Regions from separate parts of the Mus musculus genome. Here region 1 is linked to region 2. The links are chromatin contacts, called in public HiChIP or PLAC-seq maps. All regions are on one chromosome and are shown on one strand. Each heading gives the region's core, a stretch centred on a gene start, on an enhancer-like site or on the middle of the called end of the contact. The rest is flanking DNA. Distances are from core to core; before and after follow the strand shown.

Region 1 (3,757 bases), core at 803-3,302, 990 kb before region 2:
GTGAGGTAAATTCCTCAGCTCTACCCTGTGCCCCTGACCTTGCTGTTCTGCCTCACCTCATAGCCGAGTGAGTATAGACTGAATTCTCTGAAACCTTGTGTCCAAAGACATCTTCCGTCTGGAGCCTTTTATCTGGGTATTTTATCAGAGCCATGGGAAGTTGACTGACACACTGAGACTGTGACTTTAATCTGGAAATAGGGTCTCACAGGCGGCCAGCCTCCGGAGAGGGATCTCAGGGTGAGGTCATGGTGGGTTTAGCAGGAGACTTAACTCCGCTGGCTGGTGTCCTCATAAGGGAAAAGACAGGGGATTTGAGGTGGATGCACAATGGAGACATTGATGTAAAGATGCAGGCAGAGAATGGAATGCTGCTGCCAATGCACGAGTTCCACAGGTTGCCAGTGGCCAGCAGGGTCTACGGTAGAGGCAAGGGGTGAATCCTTCTTCTGGGATTCCAGAAGAGCAGACTCTTTCTTGGCTTCTGAACTTCACACAGCGGAAGGGTAGATTTTTATTACATTGTAGCAATTTGTTCATCAGAAGCCCTGATAAGGGTCTTGGAGACCTCCAGGAGTTTTAATTTTGTTTGCAAGAGGCTCAGCAACTTGCCCAGGCACACACAGCAGAGGCACAGTGGCCCTCAGGGGCAGATGTTCCATCCTGGATGCTGACTTAGGGCTTCTGTTCACTCACGGCTGTTTGTAGAGCATCTCATATGTACCGAGCACAGAGACAGATGCTGGCCAGACCTCAGGGTAAGCAAGGCACATCTGACTTGTCATTCTGGGGCTTTTACAGTCCGAAAATGTTAAGAAAGACTGCTATGTGATAACATCGGAGTATAGGTCACAGTACTGGGGACAGTGTGTGTGTGGCTGGAGGGTTCAGAAAGTCTCCTCAGGGTGATGGAGCTTCAGTATGCAGAGACGGTGGAGAGCAGAGAGCTTGTGTGCAGTGGTGGGTAGAAGGCCAGGTTTTTATCTCCAGGTCAGGCAACGTCTTCAACAAGGATGCTAAGTCTCTTCAAGGACCATAGAACAAGATGAATCCCACCAACTGCCTGCCGCTTCTAACTTTTTTTCTAGATAACATCTTTAATCAGAGAGCCACTCCTGCTCTTCAGCTCTTCAGCCAAGCACCTCAGAGGAAGCTGAGCCCATGTGGAGTCCCCAGGGGTGGTCGAGTGATAATGTCACTTGTGCCATATGTACCCCCTTGGCAGAATGACGGATATGCAAACTAATTCCAGCTCATAGAGTGTAAGGGGAGGGCCCGAGGAGCGGCTCACTGGGTGAGAGGCCAGCATGAGAACTTGACTCCTGATCCCTGATATTTGTACAAAAACTCCAGTGTTTTCAGGCCCAGCACTGGGGGCAGAGACGGGCCAATGCAGAGAGTGTGGAACAAACCAGCCTGCTCAAAGCAGCAGATTCTGATTCAGAGAGATGCTGTCTCAGGGCAGCAAGGTAGAGAGGGAAATTACCGAATGCCTCCCCTCCCCCAACACTCACATCCTGTAAGAGGATTTCTGGCGGAGGCAGAGATCTGGATGCTCCTCCCTTCAGGCTGGAGAGGCAGAGAGGAAAACTCACGTTTCTAGAAATGTAGCGTCTGCCACAGTGACAGACATTTCGCTACCACCCACAACAGTGACAGACATCTCGCTACCACCCAGCAGCTGAAGCTCTCCCAAGGGACAGGGTTCTTGCTGGCCTGCTGGCCGCGTGGTACCACTGCCCAACTGTTGTGTTAGAAGGTGGCTTGTATCTGGACAGATCACACCACAGCAGCACAGCTCTATGAGAAGAGATTTACTGGGGAAAGAGGGGGTGAGGAGGAGGAATGAGGGGAACAAAGAAGGGGAGAGGGGTCTGGGGCCCTGCCTTTTATTCAGGCCGGGATGTAACCATGAATATCAGGTGCGCAGGTGAAGTGCGCAGGTGAGGCGCACATTGGGGGGGGGGGGGGGGAATGATGTGTGGCGGTTGCCATGGCAACAGACGCATGAGCGTCCCTGTTGCCTAGGGGTGACCTCATCGCTGGATTCCGAGGCGACCAGTTTCTGATGTCAACACCATTGCTTACCTTTGAGGTCTCTTTAATGTATTGTTATTTTGGCCAGTGGGAATCACTGCTGCTGGCGAAAGCATGGGGCTTCCTGGAGGAGGAGACCTGGTGACCCACAGGCTGTCTGAAATGGTCTGAAAACGAGCAGAAGTTAGGCCGATGTAAGTAGAGTGTTGTAGGCAGAAAGCACAGTCCCCGTCCCCGTGTGGTCGAAGACACAGGACAGTCCTGACTCAGAGGTAGTACGGATCACAAGGAACAGAGGTGGGGGGGGGGGGCACGGGGACGGAACGCCCTTTCTGACTCTCAAGATGGGCTCATCATGTTTGGCTCACGAGGCGCTGAGGTCCTCACTGAACTCAGAGGGAGTTTGAGGGAGTTTGGGCGTCGCTCTAGAGAAGATGGATGACGGTGGAGTGCCGTGTGATGCTGGTGCACAGCCCGCTGCTACCCAGGTAACCACGGTGGCCCTTGAACTCGGTTCCCCTGGACTCTCAGGACTTACTTGGGTGCCGTTCTCTTCTCTCTCAGCTGCCCGTCTAGGCTGAGTGCCGCCCTGAGCCCTGTGTTGGCCTCAGTACTCCATCAGGTCCAGCCCCCGGTCTCCTGCTTCGGTTTGTCTTTGTCCTGTGTTGGGTGTGCTGCTTGGACTCCTTATTCTCTCAGAGCGACCAATTGAGAGGCAAAGAGCAGAATGAGCGAGCGGCTTCCAGCACACTCAGAGTGAACCAGAGGCTGAGGGCACAGCCATTGTCCCTGCCTCCCATGAGGATCTATTTGAGGGGCTGGGCCTCCCTCAATGCCTGGTTTTGATAGGCCAAGAGCCATTGTAAATATATGAAACTGTCACTGGTATAGCCGAGAGGTGGAAAGGGAAGGGCTGGCTAATGGAGAGTCAACTGTGGACATCCAATTCTCCCCTAAAGGCAGGGTTGGGAGGGTGCTGGATGCAACAATGAGGACCTGAATCTAGATTGCCAGAACCAAGGGTAAAAAAACAAAAAAATCAAAAAACAAAACAAAACAAAAAACAAACAACAACAAACGACAACAACAACAGCAAAAAAACCAAAAACCCAAAAACCCAAAAAAGCCTTGCATGTGGCACACACACACACACACACACACACACACACACACACACACACACTTGAAGGGGCTGGAGAGATGGCTCAGTGGTTAAGAGCACTGACTGCTCTTCCAGAGGTCCTGAGTTCAATTCCCAGCAACCACATGGTGGCTCACATCCATCTGTAATGGGATCTGATGCCCTCTTGTGGTGTGTCTGAAGACAGCAACAATGTTCTCACATACATAAAACAAGGAAATCTTAAAAAACAAAAGCAAAACAACAGCAGTAAAACAAACAAAAATTCCCAACTACTTTGGAGGCAGGGAGACAATAGCTCCCCAAGCTGACTTTTTTTCCCCCTTCTCAAACTGTTCAGTTTGTCTGAGGAGGGGCACAAGTGGCCGGAGGCCAACACACCAAGGAGTGCTGACCCCAGCTCCCTGCTTCTGGGAAGCCTTGGAGGAAATCCTTTGGCACCAAGCAAGCAAGCAAACACACACCCAAACAAAACAGCAGGAGAAGCCCCACACCGAAAAGTTTCCACTTGCAAACATGTTTTTGTCACGGCCAAAGGTTTAGGATTGCAACATTTTGGGCGTCTTTGGCCCTAAACTC
Region 2 (3,990 bases), core at 351-2,850:
CTTAACTGCACTAGCAGAGGAACACTTACTGGGCGCGTACTGAATCCTTGCCCATATGGGGGATCTGCCTCGCTCTGCAGGCAATTAACAGAAAGGTGAAACCCACACGGGAGTTCTCACTCTGATGAGCTGTCCAGGCACAATGCTCACCTGAGGTCTTGTTTCCCTGTAATGAACCGCCCCCCACCAAACCAAGGCCCAATGTCTTCCCTCATCTCCTACTTCGATGGTTCTCAATCTTCCTAATGCTGCGACCCTTTAATACAGCCCCTCATATTGTGGTGACCCCCCCAACCAGAAAATTATTTTGTTGTTCTGCATCATAACTACAGTTTTGCTACTGTTCAATTGTTGTCTAAATGTCTGATATGTGGGAGATCTATACGCAAAACCCGTGACGGTTCTTGGACCTCCAAGGGGGTCAAGAGCCACAGGTTGAGACCCATTGCCCTCCTGCTACAAGGATTTGAATGAGAAATGTCTCCTGGGAAGTCTGCCATTTGAACACTGGTCCCCAGTTGGTAGTACTGTGTGGGGAGGTCTAGGGAGTTTGGCTTTCCTGGAGGAAGTGAGCCACCGGGGGCAGGCTTTGGTAGTAGAAACAGTTCACCTATCTAGTTTGTTTCTAGTTCCATGTCCCTGCTTCATGGTTGTGGCTGAGATTTGATCTCTCAGCATCTTGCCTCCGGCTGCCATACCTATTACTTAGCCACCACAATGGACACTTATCCCTCTGGGACGCTATATGGAACACTAAGAAACTCTTTTATAAATTGTTTGGTCGTGGTATTTTATCACAGTAACAGGAAAGTAATTGATACACATAGCTTTTTTTCTTTTTCTTGAGATACTAAAGCAGAAAGGGAAGTTTTTAGAGGAAAGAGAGGCAGCCAGCAGAATTGGAGAAAAGGCACGAGGGAGGGCGATGGGAGACAAAATACAGTGTTATCTGTGTATACACAAAATACACGATATATGTATGAAAATAATTATTGAAACCCACTCATTTTGTGCTAAAAAATGCTTCTAATTATCCAAAAATTGGACAGTAACATAATGACTAACACGTTGAACTATAAACATAAGGCCATATCACGATGTTACTCAAGTCTTATTTGTGATTCCGCGACAATATGCACTAAGTATCTAAGCACTGCTAACGTCTACGGAACAGAGCCTCTAACTAGATTTAGTTTAAGTCCTTAAAATTGGCTGCGTGTTTCCAAACGTCGCCGCGTGGGAACCGCAGAAGCTCTGCCTCCGGGTTACCGTTCCACAGGCTAACACCCGGCTTGTGTCCTTCAACAGGCACCGCCAGCTGTCAGAAAAGCAGAACTGGCCAGAGGCCTCTGCCCCTAACAAATATGGCCGCCCCAAGGCTTCAGGCTTAGGGCGGCAGAGTGGGTGTCACGTGACAAAAATCCCGTCGTATTATTGGTCTGCTCTATAGGAAGGGCGGGACTTGATGGCCCGAGTGGGCCGACCTTAAAGGGAACGTTCTTGGGCTCCGCGAGAGCTACGATTCGAGGCCGGCGAGCGCAGGCTGGCCGCCCCTCCCGCGCGGGGCGGAGGCGGACAGGGCGGGCACTGGAAGGCGGCGTCCCGGCGCCGCGGTGACCCCCAGAGGGTGAAGCGGGAGCCGGCGGCCGCGGCGCCGAGTGGAGCGGAGCTAAGGGAGCGCGCGCCGGGCATGGAGGACGGCGTGGCCGGGCCGCGGCTCGGAGAGGTGGCGGAGGCGGTCGAGGCACGGGCGCCCCGTAGGGTGACTCTGCGGCCCTTCGCGCCCTTCTCTGCGGCTGCCGAGGGGGACGGGGGCGGCGGCGGCGACTGGAGCTTCATCGACTGCGAGATGGAGGAGGTGGATCTGCAGGACCTGCCGAGCGCCACCATCGCCTGCCACCTGGACCCGCGCGTGTTCGTGGACGGCCTGTGCCGGGTGAGGACCGGGCCTCCGTCGGGGCGGAGGGCGGACACTTGTTGCGGGGCGCGGCCGGGGCGGGGACGGGCCGAAGCCCTGCTCCAGGGGTCTCAGACACTGGAGACGAGCTTTCTTTTGCACAGCCTACATAGTCCAGGTCGTGTTCTACGGGATCATTGAAGATCAGAAATCAATTCCTCCTCCCAAGTACCATGATTGGTTACTCAGACCTGCCCCATCTCCTTCCCAGGGTGTCAAATTTGTGTGGATTTGGGCGAGGAAGGAACAATTCCTAATGTACTCAGTGACCCTGATGGTGGCATGTCGCTCCTTTAAGGGTGAACTAAATATCCTAAAGGCTTAGGAAAGACTTTCCCCCCAACCGCATTCAACCAAAACTGGCCAATCAACCGCAAGATAATGAGCAGCCAGGATCCTCACCCAAACACTGGCTTTTCTTCCAATAGTGCAGATTGAGAACGCAGAGCGTAGTCTATTTATGAACGGTGAGTCACGTCTGTTTTCTCCGTCCTCCCAATGAATGAGCTGCACCCTTCCTTTGACAGTAAATGCAGGGCAGGGGCTAAACCCCAACGGACCATGAACAGTTCCCTTGGCCACTTCAGGTGATAATTCATCGAGCACTTGCCCTAAAGGCAAAAATGCAATTTGATTCTCTGCTGTATCTTCCGATCCCAGAACAGCCTCACAACAGAATCTTAATAAATGTGGAAATGAGTGACTGGCCAAGTGGGCAGAGCCTTAGACAATGCTGTTCCAGGATACTAGGCACCCAGACAAATGCAGTCTCACTCTGAACTGATCTTGCTTCAGACAGAAAAAGAGAGCCTGAGATCCCTAAAAGAGGTTTGAAGTGCTGGCGAGAGCTCAACCGGCAGAGAGCGATGAGAAAAGCCCCGAGCTGTGACAATTGTTGCTCTCTCTACACAGGATGTCCTGAAGCGTGTGCATAGCCATTGTAAATCCTCTCTGAAAGTAAATGGCCGTATAAATTATAAATAACCAAGACACAGTGGTGTCTCTCTTGGCAGCGACCTTCAGCTCCACTTCATTGACATGTGGACTCAGTGCCAAGGGCTGAAAGCTTTGCTGACATGTTTGATTGAGGGAAACAGAAAAGGTAAATATCAGCGGTAGCAGAAGGCGACGACGGTGCTCTAGGGAGAAGGAGGAGGGCTCAGGGAGTAGAGGTCTGAGAAGGAAGGCGTTGGCTGCTGTGCGTCCAATGAGCAAAGATGACAACACTCTTGGAATGATAAGGTGGTGATTGCTAAGGACTGATGCTGGTTTCCAGGCGTGGTTTCAGACTCAGGAGGAAGTGGAGAGTTTGCCAGGCTTGTCACTTTCATAGAGCTTGGATTCTGGAAGGTGTGGAGACAGACAGACCTCAGGGAAGAAGCACATGACAGGGGTGCTCTTGAGCACAGCCCCACCACTGACATCTCTCTGATGCTAAAATCCACATGTGGTGAAGTTTCCTATGTAAAACAGTAGGTGCTTGCAAATAGCATATGCATGATATAGCATATGCATAATACAACATATGCATAATACAGCATATGCATAATACAGTATATACATAATATAGTATATGCATAATACAGCGTATGCATAATGTAGTATATGCATAATACAGCATATGCATAATATAGCATATGCATATCCTCCCGTGTGCTTTAAGTCATCTCTAGGCCACTTACGCTACCTGGTAGGTTGTAAATGTATATAAATAGTTGTTATACTGTTATTGTTGTTGTTTTTAAATGGCAAGAAGGAATGGTATGTACCTGTTCTTGCAAGTGCAGTTTTTCTTTATGAAAAAAGAAAAATTATTCTAGATTGTCCGAACCTGTACATGTGCAACCTGAGGTACTGAGGGCCGGCAGAAGAGAGACGTGCAGCATGGAATGTAAAGAGAATCAGGTAGTCGCGACAGGTGGCAGACCTAGTGACAGCCAGGTCCTTACAGGGCTGCACACTGGCGGCTCAGGATGGAACTGGCTAACTGGGCTGGCCTCAGGAGTTCCACAGGAGGTATCCAGACCAGTAGC

What was found. HiChIP or PLAC-seq counts read pairs in DNA pulled down with a chosen protein or histone mark.
Region 1: a contact with region 2 is called in an H3K4me3 HiChIP or PLAC-seq map of forebrain, with 8 times the contacts expected there. The contact joins the promoter of 1700029J03Rik here to the promoter of Rcan1 in region 2. A contact is called at or near these places in 8 of 39 promoter capture datasets (the HPC-7 cell line, cranial neural crest, embryonic stem cells and 4 more), 14 of 115 datasets of contacts at active chromatin or transcription factors (embryonic forebrain, embryonic hindbrain, embryonic limb bud and 8 more) and 1 of 9 other capture datasets (adipose tissue).

The regions. Positions count from the first base shown.
Region 1 is chr16:93,457,167-93,460,923 of GRCm38.p6, reverse strand. 1700029J03Rik (RIKEN cDNA 1700029J03 gene) reads left to right here and starts at 2,052. Exons shown (of 3, transcript NR_040494.1): 1 at 2,052-2,231.
Region 2 is chr16:92,463,779-92,467,768 of GRCm38.p6, reverse strand. Rcan1 (regulator of calcineurin 1) reads left to right here and starts at 1,600. Exons shown (of 4, transcript NM_001081549.2): 1 at 1,600-1,936. The coding sequence starts at 1,691. Gm46555 (a long non-coding RNA gene) reads right to left here. Exons shown (of 4, transcript XR_003951847.1): 4 at 1,935-3,990.